Linked DNA regions of Triticum aestivum: region 2 is linked to region 1. A link is a contact called in public Hi-C data. All regions are on one chromosome and are shown on one strand. The core of a region is the stretch at or near the end of the contact, and the rest is flanking DNA. Distances in the headings are between cores, read along the strand shown. Region 1 overlaps LOC123180076 (E3 UFM1-protein ligase 1 homolog). Region 2 holds the start of LOC123180080 (cilia- and flagella-associated protein 298).

Region 1 (6,265 bases), core at 1,860-4,359:
ATAAGTGATGAACTGATAATATACTCATTCCACCTGAACTGGGTATCAAAGGGGAACGTTTAGGGCCTAAACCAGCAAAAACTAAAAACCTGATAAGCCCAGATCAAGAAAGTCAGTTCCCACTGGTTTCCCAGACGCTCTGATACTACCATCAAGATAGAAGATACCAAGAACATACCTTGCGGTGGGAATGCAGCATTAATGGCTCAAGTCTTTCATCAAGCTTCTTAAATAACAGACCACTGAAAAAGAGAGTAAGCACTTTGATAATCCAGCCAATGCGGAAATCAAGTACAAACATAAAATGTTACCTTTCCTCTGCTGTATCTCTTAAGGCGTCCATAAATGAATCAAACCGCTGTTGTGGATTTCAAGAAAAAGTTAGAAAGAGCTACAAAGTCCAGTTATATTAGAAGTTGTGGATCTCAAAGACATAGCAACAGTCACTTATTGATTTTTTTTATTTAGTGTATGTGTTTAGACAACAAAGAACTCACAAGTCATATGCTTAGGAACATGCACATTTTATCAACTAGCAGAGAATAACAAATTGGTGAGGAAGATCTTTCTTACATGCAATCTTATATCTGAACTAGTGTGTTAGCCCTAGTATGAATTATATACACTTTCTGACAATGGAATTGAATACGTAATATATCAATAAGAAATTGAACCCTTATCTTCTCATCTCAACATTTTTTTCAGGGTATCTGTTGCATATTTAATTGACTAGTTATTACAGGATCAAATAATTGATGTCATAGAACACACAGAAAATTAACATGAAGTGGGTTTCGTGGTTAGTCTACAGAATGACAGGGTTTTTACAGGGTATAGGCAGCAAACAAGAAATTGTGAATGTTGGGTATTTATAACATAGCATTTTGGCAATCTGGTGATTAACATAATGCAGGAAGCTTCACGGAAGAACTTCATCTATATATAGATTCATCGCCTCAAAAATGTATAGTATTTTATCATGTTAATCATTCAAACGTCTGCTGTACCCAGAGACCCAGACTAAAGTTTTTGTGGTATGTTTGATTGTTAACTGTAGGTGCTAACATATTACCAGAATTTAAGCTGTCATGCATACTAGATTTAGAGCAAGAAAAATACAGAACTAAGGACTTCAAGGCTTCAATCAATTCGTCAAATAATATTTCTTGGTTACAGACAAACCTTTCCCTCCAGCGCTTCGACTAAAGCTTGAGCCTTTGATGACAATTGCCCTGGAAGATCCTTTGCCTGAAGTTTTTTTAACAAAAAAGAGCAACCCACAAAGTTAAACAAAATTACATTTTCATACAGGATTGACACAGGAAAACATTACATAACATATGGAAAAAAGAAATAAGTGAATTGTACCAGAAAAGTACGCTCAGTAGTGCTGAGCTGAACATGCTGTTCTTCACTGTCTTCAAACTCCATTCCATTCTTCAATTTGTTGTCCTTATCCTATCGGTAGTTCAGTCCAAAGTACACGTGCTAGTCAGAGAAGTAGGTTACAAAACCTTTTAAACTATTCAGATTATAATTCATAAGCTAGTCACAGTTTCATAGTTCGTGGCGCAAGAAAGATCACAAGGAGGGAAGTAGCACAATCAGGGGTGCATGTTATTTAAGGGACTGTTGCAAGGGTAAAATTAAAGCCAAAACGGATACATCACGAAATTATTTATGAATTATAATCTTGCAGGCAACCCCACGATGTGAGCTTATAGAAGTTACCAGACCAAATAAAATCTTGTCGACTATTGGAGTACCCATAGTTCTGAGCAGATGGTCGTGTAATATGCCCTGAAAACCAGAAAACAGGTAAAGAAAAGGACCTAAGTAAAGGCTGATAACGTATTGAGTAGCAAGCGATGTTGTGAGAACAATGCCCATAGGCTATAGCAGCTTACACGGGTAGCAGGATCATCCTCAAACACATCTAGAGCTTTTCCATAAAGTTGCATGTCGAGGACAGCCTGGCGGTGACAAAGAACAAAATTGAAAAAAGTAAGATGATCTAGCACCAGAAGAGAAATGCAGGAAAGCAATTTAGCAATAGCGAACAATTTCAAGGGTATCCAGAAACTATATATTAGAAAGAAAGCACAAAGTAAAGTAATTGGGATGCAAAAGCAGATTACCTCATCTAGCTGCTTTTGCAGATTATCAAGCACACTTGGCCTCCTTTCAGCATTTTCTGACAGCATGGTGTTCATTTTCTTCTTCCCTGCATCAATAAGCATTTGTCACCGTCAGGCTGTCCTCGATATGTTCTTTGTCAGCGTGGTGAGAGGACAATAATTTAATACGTACAATATATAGTATGTATTTTTAGTTTTTTTTCCACATATTATTAATCCAAATGTTTCATACAACCAAATCTTATTGTAATGCAATGCATTTGTCAGCGTGGTGAGAGGACAATAATTTAATTGGGCCATTTAAGTCGTCTGAGCCTAATGTTGGTTTTAAAAGTTAGGGGCGATGCTCGAGCGCTAGACCTCTCGAACGAGCGAGAGGTCTACTTGCTCGTGTAGTGTGAGTCTAAGGACGCCACGCGCGCGACCTAGCAACAATCGGAACGACCCCGGCGACCGAACCGAACGGTGGCGCTCCCGGAGGTCGTGCTCCGAGGACGAAATCGAGGGGGGAGAGGTTGGGGCTTTTGGCGCGGCTGCTCACCTGGTGATGCTGGCGTAGCCGAAAAGGGCGGAGGAGGTCTGCCGGCGGCGAATTTGAACGGTGACGGCGAACAGACCGAAGAGGAGGAGGTCGACCAATTCGACGGCGTGGAGACGTCCGAGCTCGAGGTCGTCCGAGTAGAGGAAGTGGTCGTGCAGGAGGGGCTCCTGGTCACGCAGAAAACGCCGGCGGAGGACGCTGGCCGCGGTGGCCTGCTCCGGCGATGCTCTGGCGCTCCTCGGCTTGCTTGGTGGAGAAGGAAACAGAGGGGGAGACCCACCTGGCAGCGGCGGAAGGGAGTGGGGGGAGTAGGGTTAGGGTTTGGGTGGCTGGGGATGCTTCAAGGGGAGAGGAGAGCTGCGGCGGTTGCTCGCTGATGTCGGCCGGCACACGCGTCCCCTCGATCTCTCTGGAGAAGACGACAGCGCGGAGAGGGCAGGTGGGGTCCAGCGGGCTTGGGCCGGCTGTGTGGACTGCGCACACTCTAGTTGTGCACTGACATCCTGTTTGCTCAAAAAGAAAAGCTGAGAAGAGAGGGAGGGCTGGTTAAATTTAAATTCTTCTTTTTCTTTTAAAGAAAAAATTAAAGGAGGCTTGGGTTTGGGTGGACTAACTCACTTATGGCAATTGTTGCAAATCATACCAAGTCTGTTAGCGGTAACAAGGATGTGACTGCACAAATGGAAGAGGCCGGGTTCGAAATTTATCAAACTGAATGTAGATGCTTCTTTTAATGCAAAGGAGGAATCGGGTGCGACAGGCGCTGTCTTACTGGACGATAAAGGCCACTTTATTGCTGCACAATGCAGATTCGTTAATGTTGCAGCTGATGTAGTGACGGTTGGGGCTATGGCAATGCATGATGGTTTAAATTTCGCAAACACTCTGGGTTTTGACAGAACTGAAGCAGAGTCCTACTCTTTGAGTGTGGTGAACTACTGCCAAAGTGCCAAGGACGAAATCAATGGTGGGATGCAGCAGCGGCAATCTTTGCTGAGTGCATTGACACAGCAACATCAATACGGAAGGTCATCTTTTCGCGTTGTTTTCGGGATGCTAATTCGGTAGCTCATGAGCTAGCTAAATTCAGCTTTTGTAATGAGTGTGATGATAATTGGATTGATGAAGCCCCGGGTTTCCTAATCAGCCAATTAGTGAACAATGTAATTATTGTCTGATTTAATAAAGCTAGCCATGGTGGCATTTCCCCGCAAAAAAGGAGGCTTGGGGGACAACATTTGGTGGGTCAAATGAATTCCAAAAGTCGTGAAAACTTAAATTGTGGTCTCTGAATCATTTCAAAGCTCCAAAAATTTATCCACAGTCTATTGGCAAGGCTTGGCATTTGTTTGGCATAAAAAGGAGAGGAAAAGGAATAAAGGGATTTAAACTAGAGGTTGGTCATAGGGTTGGGCTAAAATTGTGAAATAATTTGGGTAGCTCCCCAATATTAAAGGAAAAAGCTTCCGTCCAGCCATCGGATTGTATGTGGGATCGAATGGTCTTGTGCTCTTCTGGTCCCACCTTTCTCTAGAAATATCCAACTCGAACCAGAGCATCCCTTTTCTTTCGTGAGTCAACGCCAACACATCGTTATCCATCCACAATTTTCCACGGCTTCTTTCTCAAGCTCCTGAACATGGCGCTGCTACTTTTGTAACCTCGCCGCCTTGCCCGTTGCTTTTACTCCTATTGTCGCACTGCATTGCTACCGACGTTGCTATGAGGGAAGCGACCGCTTCTATAGGCAAGCCATCGTGTCCCTGGTGTTGCGTTCTCTCTGCAGTCTCGATTTCTTTGGCAACGGCCGCACATCAGCCTTTGTGCGGCCTGTGCGGGATGTTAGGTGCCATGAACGATGGCCACGACGGTCTCATAAACGATGACGATGAACGACGGCCGGTCGGCCGCGGCAGCATTTCTATAACATCATTTTTGTTGCAATTTATTTTCGCAACATGGTCTCAGTTGCAAAAGTTTCCGGTAGCATGATCTCTGTTGCAAATGTTTTTTCAAAAAAACTGCAACATCGCCTATGTTGTGAAAAAATTCTGCAACATGAACTTTGTTGTAAATGTTTCTGCAACAGGAGCTATGTTGCAAAGGGTTCCACAACATTCCCTTTGTTGCAATGCAAGGATGGGGTTTGACTCTGACGAGTGCTGAAGATCCGTCGGCCTAAGTCTTGGGGTGATGATTGGTGTAGAACATCAAAAGGGAGAATGGCCAAATTAATTATTAGTGAATAAAATGTCACGTGCGAACGGCCCCAACGAGTCCCAAAACCTTGACCGAAAACGCCACGTGCGTTCGAATGGACGCTTGTCTTGACAGGCGTTTGCAGCCTACTCATACTCTGATGTTTCGTGTGGCACTTGGACGAGAAGAATGTGTTTCTAGTTGATCACAAGATAAAAGGTTCTCGAAAAATATTTGCTTGCAGTCATTGTTCTTAAAGGAACCACCAGAGTTTCAAGGTGTTTCTACCTCAATACATGCTGTCAGTCGGTATTTGGTTGCTCGTCAAAAATTAAGAAGTTGATTCTGCTGTCACACGACCCCCTAGAATGTACACGGTGTATATTACACATGGATCCCTTTCCTTCAGAAATTGCGACGCCAGAGGGCAACAAATGAGCTCACGGCGCAAGCACGCAACCGACATACAGTACTACGCTAGATTCAATTGATGAGTGTGCTAAGTTGACCAAGTATCGCAGGGTGGCTGCTTGCATCCCAAGCTCCAGTGCCGATGATAGATAGAGAGGTCTGTGTATTTACACGAGGGCATGGCGCACCATGCACATAATGTTTGCGGCTCACTCTTTGCTCGTGCCGAGGGCCAGGGATTTGAGTTCTGGCATCAGCCTCTCTTCTAGGTCTTCCTTCTTCTCCAGCATCCGGTCCGATGCACAATCGTCTTCCTGCAGGGCAAAGACACGATGATGCATGATTGCGCAAATGATGAGCACAGAACATATTGCTTGATGCATATCAGAGGGTGTCAGGTAGATGGGGAAAGCACAGAATATAAATTAAGAGTACATGTATAGAGTTCAGTGCAGAAACGGGATAAAGTTACGGAAACAGCAGACATGGCAAATCTAACGTTTTTCATGGCAATTCATGTTTGCCGTCATGATGGCAAATTTAGTTTACAAGCACGTCAATTTCCTGGGAAAATGAATAAAACTGAGGCGGATTTGCCATGCTTGCCAACTAAACTTGCCATCCTCGGCACACATAACTTGCCATGAAAACGTTCGATTTGACATGCCTAAGAATCTGACGTCAGATTTGCAGCAAAGTCCAAAAGTTATGGAAGGATAACCAACTAATCCTTTTATAATGCACACAACAGTAAGCAGGGATATGTTCAAAATGGTTGGAGTGGACTTACATCACCCGTGGCAGCAGCTTGTAGTGCGAGAACTTTCACGGTAGTGGCATGATATTCGGTTAAAACCTTGAAGGTTGAAGCTGGTAGCTTGTCCTGAAAAATAGAGGATATGTATGATCACCCGGGCATGGATTTTGCTAAAGTTGACAGTATTATGTGTGAAATAAGCCAGCATCACAGGCAGAC
Region 2 (6,265 bases), core at 2,573-5,072, 170 kb before region 1:
GGTATAATCTGTATTGTTTTGTCAGATTTATTCCCACTTATCTTAATATAAGAGAATCTACAACCATAAGTATCAAAATCCTTTCCCAAACGTGCGGATGTCTCCAGATGTGTCTGCAGATAGTGAACAAACAGAAAAATGTTCCGCAATCTAATATCTCATTTGCAAATCATCAAATCCATACGATTACATGTAACATAAAACTATTCTAAATTTCCACCGGTGACCGTCCTTAATGTTTCAGTAGTGTCCATGTCCGACGGTTGGTTGTGCCCCTCGAAGTGGAAGTGCGGTAAATGGCGAGGTAGAGTAGGACATGGGACACACAACAACTCATGGGACTTGAGGCGTTGATGTATCCATGAACTACTCTTGTCAAAGCATGGAGTCTGCATGTTGCCGATGGACGTGAGATCGACGATGGTTCCACCGTGGTGTCCCGCGCCCGCTGCCTCGCATGGTGGGCACGCAGCGCCATATTTGCATCGGATGTGAGACATATGTGCACCTTGGGCCATGAAGAACAACAGCTATGAAGATTTGCCTCGAAGAAATCGTTCTAAACATCCCGTGATACATTTGTCTAATGTAGCTCTGCCTATCTACATGCCTTGCTCATAACATTGTAAATGATAGTTCGTACGCTTCTTAAAAACATGTACCATCAGCAACCATCTATCTATTATCAATCAGTACTTATTTTCATATGTTTTCTTATGTGTCTACATATTTTTGATGTACATTCTTTTAATAATTGGCTTGCTCTCGGCCTTTGCGCCATGGGCGCAGCGGGTCATCTAGTTTTAGTTAAAAAAAACCTAGTAATCAACCAGTGCGATTGCATGCATGGGCTAGTGACTAACAACTCAACACGTAAACAATGAACTATTCATGGTATTGTGAACATTCCAGGGAGATCACTAAGGTTCGGTTCCTTTGGGTAGCTTCCGCGCCTAGACCGGGCCGAGACTGAGGACTCTGTGTTTAGAATAAATTTAAGGCACGTAGTTAATTATTTAAGGATTAAGCAATCACACGAGCATGACACTGAGATTTATTAATAAGATTCATCAATATGGCTACATCCTCGGGGTCTGACTACGGGCGCTCCTTCCATGACACCGTCATAATACCGCACCTCGGCTATCCGGGCGCCGGCACGCGCCGCCAGCTCCCCCGTGTGCCTGTGCTATTACGTTGGCATAGATTACATCGTGTGTCTACTCCCACTATATATGAGAGGCCTAAGATACAAGTGTCCTAATTGGACACGACTTCGTACCCTGTAAACACAATACAACTCAGAATCGAACTATAACCTACCTTGTATATAATATTCGACACAACTCTAACAAACTTCACCTTGCCGAATATTCTCCACCACCTTGAATTCGTCCATGTGTCAAATATTCATGTACATTGGACTGAGTTTATTCCATGAGTACCGTTGCTACTCCAAAGACTCCATGTGACTTCACCTGCAACCTGTAGTCCATCCTTTTCTTGACCACAGTCAACGCTCGAGCGAAATTAATTTCCCCTTGCTCTAGTTTGTGTTCCCAACTTTCATAGTATCCGTCCAACACCATCACACACCATTCACTGACCTGCGTGAAAGTGAACAACTCACATATTACGTGTCATACATAAGAGTTACCTGAAATCAACACCACTGCTCCTTTCTTGATTGCCCGTCTGAAACTAGAAGAAATTTCACCATTGCTTGTAGTCATCCCGAATCAAATTCGCAGTTGTCTCACCACATGTATGACCACCAGAGCCCTGGCCCGTCTCCATGCCCCATGCATACCGCACGCCTCGCCGCTATTACCGCGTCAAGCCACTGCTGTTCCGATCGAGTCTCAAGGGTCGCGAACCAACATCACTCAACCCTCACTGCAGAGTACCACCGATCATCACCGACCAATGACGAGTTTCACGTTTCCATCAGACCACTGGCTCCAGTCCGAATTACGCATCACTTGCTCTCCCCCGCCTGAATAGGCTTCGACTCCGTCGACTTACGCTGTAGCCCCTCAATCAGCACCGAGTGAAGTCTTTATTATACTTCAGCTCCACCTTCAACATCACTCCATGGTAGACGATCAGTCCACCCTCACGCCCCATCGACTTCAAACTCTCAAGTGCACCATCTTGAGTCAACCCCACGCCATTGTCTTGTCGAAGCCACACAAGCCCTTGGACATGTGTCACGTGTTTCCACACCCCAGAAGTCGGTCACCATCACACTTTTACGTCGATGTCGCTGATTCCACCATCATCTTCTGGACCAACCGACTCGCGTCGATCCGTCAGACTGTCCAGTCCAACCCAGCTGAACATATCCGACTGCAATCATGCTCCATCCTACATCACAACTGCTTGCACATCTGTTCATGTCTTGGACGCCCTGTGTTTGCATGATCCTGTATGACGCGCTCCAGGCTCCCAAATCCTCAACCCTGACTGACATCCATACACAAATTGTGTACCAAACAAAGGAGACCAAAATAAAACCCCTTGTAGCCTTCCTGTGTGCACGTACCAAAGGAGATCAATGACAAGCTAGCTAGTCAAACTCCAATCCGTCACAGGTAGCTTCTGGGCTTGTATTTCTTTCCTTTTTTAGATAACATCACGCCTGATCCTTGGTCCTTGCGCCAATATTTTTGTCCAAACAAATCTCATGCTCAGCTCCAAGCTCCACCCATGCGGGCTGCTGACAACGGTCTGGATCTCGTCCAGCCGTGCGCCCCGCCAGGGCTTGGTTCGGCCAGCACAACCCATCACGGTGGTCTGCACGCGCACCGCTCCACCTGGTGTATTCCTTGGCGTCCATGTTCGCTGCCGCCTCCGTGGGTTGCTAATAGTGTTGATTACATCTTGTAGTTGATGCTAGTTGGTTTATTTGGTGGAAGATTATATGTTTAGATCCTTAATGATATTCAACACCCCTCTGATCTTGAACATGAATATGATTTGTGAGTAGTTACTTTTATTCTTAAGGACATGTGAGAAGTCTTGTCATAAGTAATCATGTGAATTTGGTATATGTTCATGAGAAGTCTTGTCAGAAGTATAGTACCTCAGGATGCTGAAGTAGCTGATATTGCTACAGTACTTGAAACGCTTACAGTGCCTCGCACCCTGCTAGTGTACTGCACAAATGGGCCAGCCCAATTGGGGCAGCTCTGTGCGCCAAGAAGGAAAACTGACGCAACAGGCGCCGGTTAGGAGGTCCCGCTCGCAATGAGGGAGCTCCTATTCCATGCTCGATGCATGGAACCACCCCAAAAGTGTGCACACCTTGCGCAGGCTTTTTTGCCGAGAGAAACCATTCTATTTGTTTCTGAAAAAACCAAATGATGTTGTTTGGTTAAAAAACAGGTTTTTGACATATTTTAAATGACCATGAATTCAAACAATGGTCATAAAGTGCACAAGTGTTCATGAATTTTAAAAATATTTAGCATTTACAAAAATCATGATTTTTTTTAAATCACTAATTTTGAATGTACATAAATTCAAACAATGTTCAAGATTTCAAAATATTCAGAAATTTTAAAAATTCAAAAAGGAGCTAGGTCAGAATAAGGAAAATGAAGAAACGAGAGGAAAACCACACCTGTAGAAAACCTACTCTCAAAGCTGCGCTTCAAGGCCAAGAAATATAAATGGGCCGAGGGCCGAAGGAGGCCGTGGTATTCGCTCTGTGGGCTTATCCAAAATACGCTATACATTTTTTGTTGCTAAATGCTTGTCTCACTCCCCACCGTGTGATTATGATCAAACGGCCGCTAGCTTCCCTCCTTGGACACATTGAGCACGTACGCTGGGCCGGTCCGGTCCATCCCCGAGCCGGAGGAAGCTTCCAGAATCTTCGGCGCGAGCAAGCGAGCGACAGACATGGTGGTGCTGCACGTGAAATCGTCGACCTCCTCCTCGTCCCCGTCCCCATCCCCATCGGAGGTAGAGGAGGAGATGGAGTTCCTGTACGAGTGCGCCGCCACCGCCGCCGTCGCGGACGTGGCGGCCGCGCTCGCGGGCACCGCCGGGCTCCAGGCCCGCGTCCTCTCCCTCTGCCGCCGCCTCCGAGGCGAGTGATAAAACTTCCCGGCGCCGCGTCGCGCTAGCCGCTGCCATGGATGAGCGGATCGAATTCAGACTGACGCGCTGATGTTTTTGTTGCGGTTGCAGAGAGGTGCCCGAGCGGCGAGCTGGAGAGGGCTCTGTCGGAGGCCGAAGCCTACGCCTCCAAGGTAAAGTTTCTCGATTCGTTTCACTGGTTGCTCAACTCAGATGCCTGGATTTGTTTGTGGGATTGAATTCGGAGTATGATGTTCTGTAGCTTTGAGGCTTCAGGTGTGGATCGATGTCGATAGCTAGTATACAGTTGATTGAGCGCATCAGGCTTAGAACTGAGCTCCATGGAGGGGGGAATTGTAGACATGTGTGTGATTTTGTTACTTGTACTACCCCTGCCTACTGGTGTGATGAACTTATGCTGCTGCTACATCATTCATGTACATTGTACTGAATGTACTGAACAGGATTATAAGCTGAGGTTGCACCAGCCAATAAGAATTAATGAGTTCCTTTATTTTTTGTAATTTTTATGTTGACACCGAAACATGGTTTGTTTGAACGGAGCTTAGTGTCTGGGAAGTGTCATGTGTGTATACTTGCGAATGAACCGGTGTCGCTACTGTCTATGGCGCTTTGGCATGCAGTTTAAAGGGCTTGCAGACATTTGTTACATTAACAAGCGAAACCATTGTTTCTTTTTGTCTGAATAACAATCATTTCAGAACTTTTATTTAGCATTCAAGAAAATGTAGATGATGAAAAGCTAGCTTCTGCTATGTCACAGACCATCGACAGTTGCTACATAAAGGCCGCTGGTTTGGCCTGCAGTTTCTTAGCGTGTTTCTGCGTTTGCTTATTTGGTAGCCAGAACTTTCGTGTTTTAGAAGTCTTGTACATTGGTTTGACTTCCCTCTCAGCTACATCATGTAATAATTGTTTCTGAACATGCCCATGCAATTTATTTGCTTGGTTCTTGGTCAGTATTTCCAGATTCGGAAATGAAAGCTAAATTAGCCCTTGCCTTATTATCAATCAATCAAAATTCTTTAAGAGTTGATATATCACGATAGTCCTTGCTGGAATGTTTCGGTTGAAGAGTTGAGATCTATCCGAATCTTATTGCAGGTACAAGTACGTCATAACAAATTCGTGTCCCCTCATGCTCTAAGGGAACATATCAAGAATATTGAAAAGACAGCTGCTAATGCTCTACCAGACACTTCGGAGGCCTTGTGTCCGCAACATCCAAAATCAGGTAACTCGAATGAGTTTAGATACCAGAGATGCAAATTTGCGAAAACTGTAATGTAGATACAGTATTCCTGGAGAAAGACTGAATTCCACAATAGGTAGGTTATTCTGTATATTTCCTGGTTTCTGTGAGCTATCTGAATGTCTTAAAAGTGTATCAACCTCTATTCAACTTGACAAAGTTTCCTTTAGAGTTTAAATTTATTTCTCCATTTTCTCTGGAACGCGGGATATCCTCTTCTTAGTATTTAATTCGTTCTTGTAAACAATATCCAGATGAAAAGCGTGACAGCATACAACTTTGGTGGGCTGGAAAAGAGCTAGCTATGCATAAGAAGCTATCTGACTATATTGGTGTTAATGACAAAACAAAGGTAACAAACAACTGTATTCCATGACATTTGCTTCAGTTTGTGATTGATTTTTTACTAACATTGTATTAATCTATGCAGATTGTCATCAGGCTAAGCCTCCCAACGAGCCTTTAGTGTTGTCCTGTCCGTCATTGATATTTCCTAGTACTCCCTCTGTATCAAAATACATAACGTTTTGGATACTCCCTTTGTATCAAAAAAGAGTATCAAAAAACGTCTTATATTATGATAGAGGGAGTAGTGAATTTTTCTTTTGAGTAGTATATGCATTTATGCAAATTAGGCACATGTAAGTTGTTTTTCATTTTCGTGAGAAAACAAACAGGCACCATCTTCAGCTTCATGTACCAATGGACAACATGTATCAACAGGTTAAAACAATCACAGTATAATCACTGAATGTTTCATTGTACAATGTTCAAGGTATTTCGGGGCATCAAGCTGTGAGTGAGTAATACATTTGATCATGATTCAACTCTGTGTGTGCAATAAGACTAGCTAAGAGAGAAAATTACATTTCCTGCTAAATGATCATCACTCGTATGATCTTTTGA

What was found. Hi-C and Micro-C count contacts between places; a contact is called where the count stands out from the background.
Region 2: a Hi-C map of leaf shows a contact between it and region 1, with 3 times the contacts expected there. The contact joins the promoter of LOC123180080 here to the enhancer-like site in region 1. A contact is called at or near these places in 2 of 5 Hi-C or Micro-C datasets (both in leaf).

Annotation. Positions count from the first base shown.
Region 1 is chr1D:29,973,100-29,979,364 of IWGSC CS RefSeq v2.1, reverse strand. LOC123180076 (E3 UFM1-protein ligase 1 homolog) reads right to left here. Exons shown (of 20, transcript XM_044592036.1): 14 at 1,183-1,248; 15 at 312-358; 16 at 179-242. Among protein-coding and RNA genes, the nearest start is that of LOC123180076, 16 kb to the right of the region's middle. Within about 2 kb of position 3,109, at least 5 of the 8 cell types and tissues checked have an H3K27ac peak or open chromatin away from gene starts, as enhancers often do. A contact at or near this core is called in leaf, where this site is marked.
Region 2 is chr1D:30,145,462-30,151,726 of IWGSC CS RefSeq v2.1, reverse strand. It overlaps LOC123180080 (cilia- and flagella-associated protein 298), which reads left to right and starts at 3,822. Exons shown (of 5, transcript XM_044592041.1): 1 at 3,822-4,096; 2 at 4,198-4,259; 3 at 5,212-5,341; 4 at 5,614-5,711; 5 at 5,790-6,123. The coding sequence starts at 3,907. The coding sequence ends at 5,825.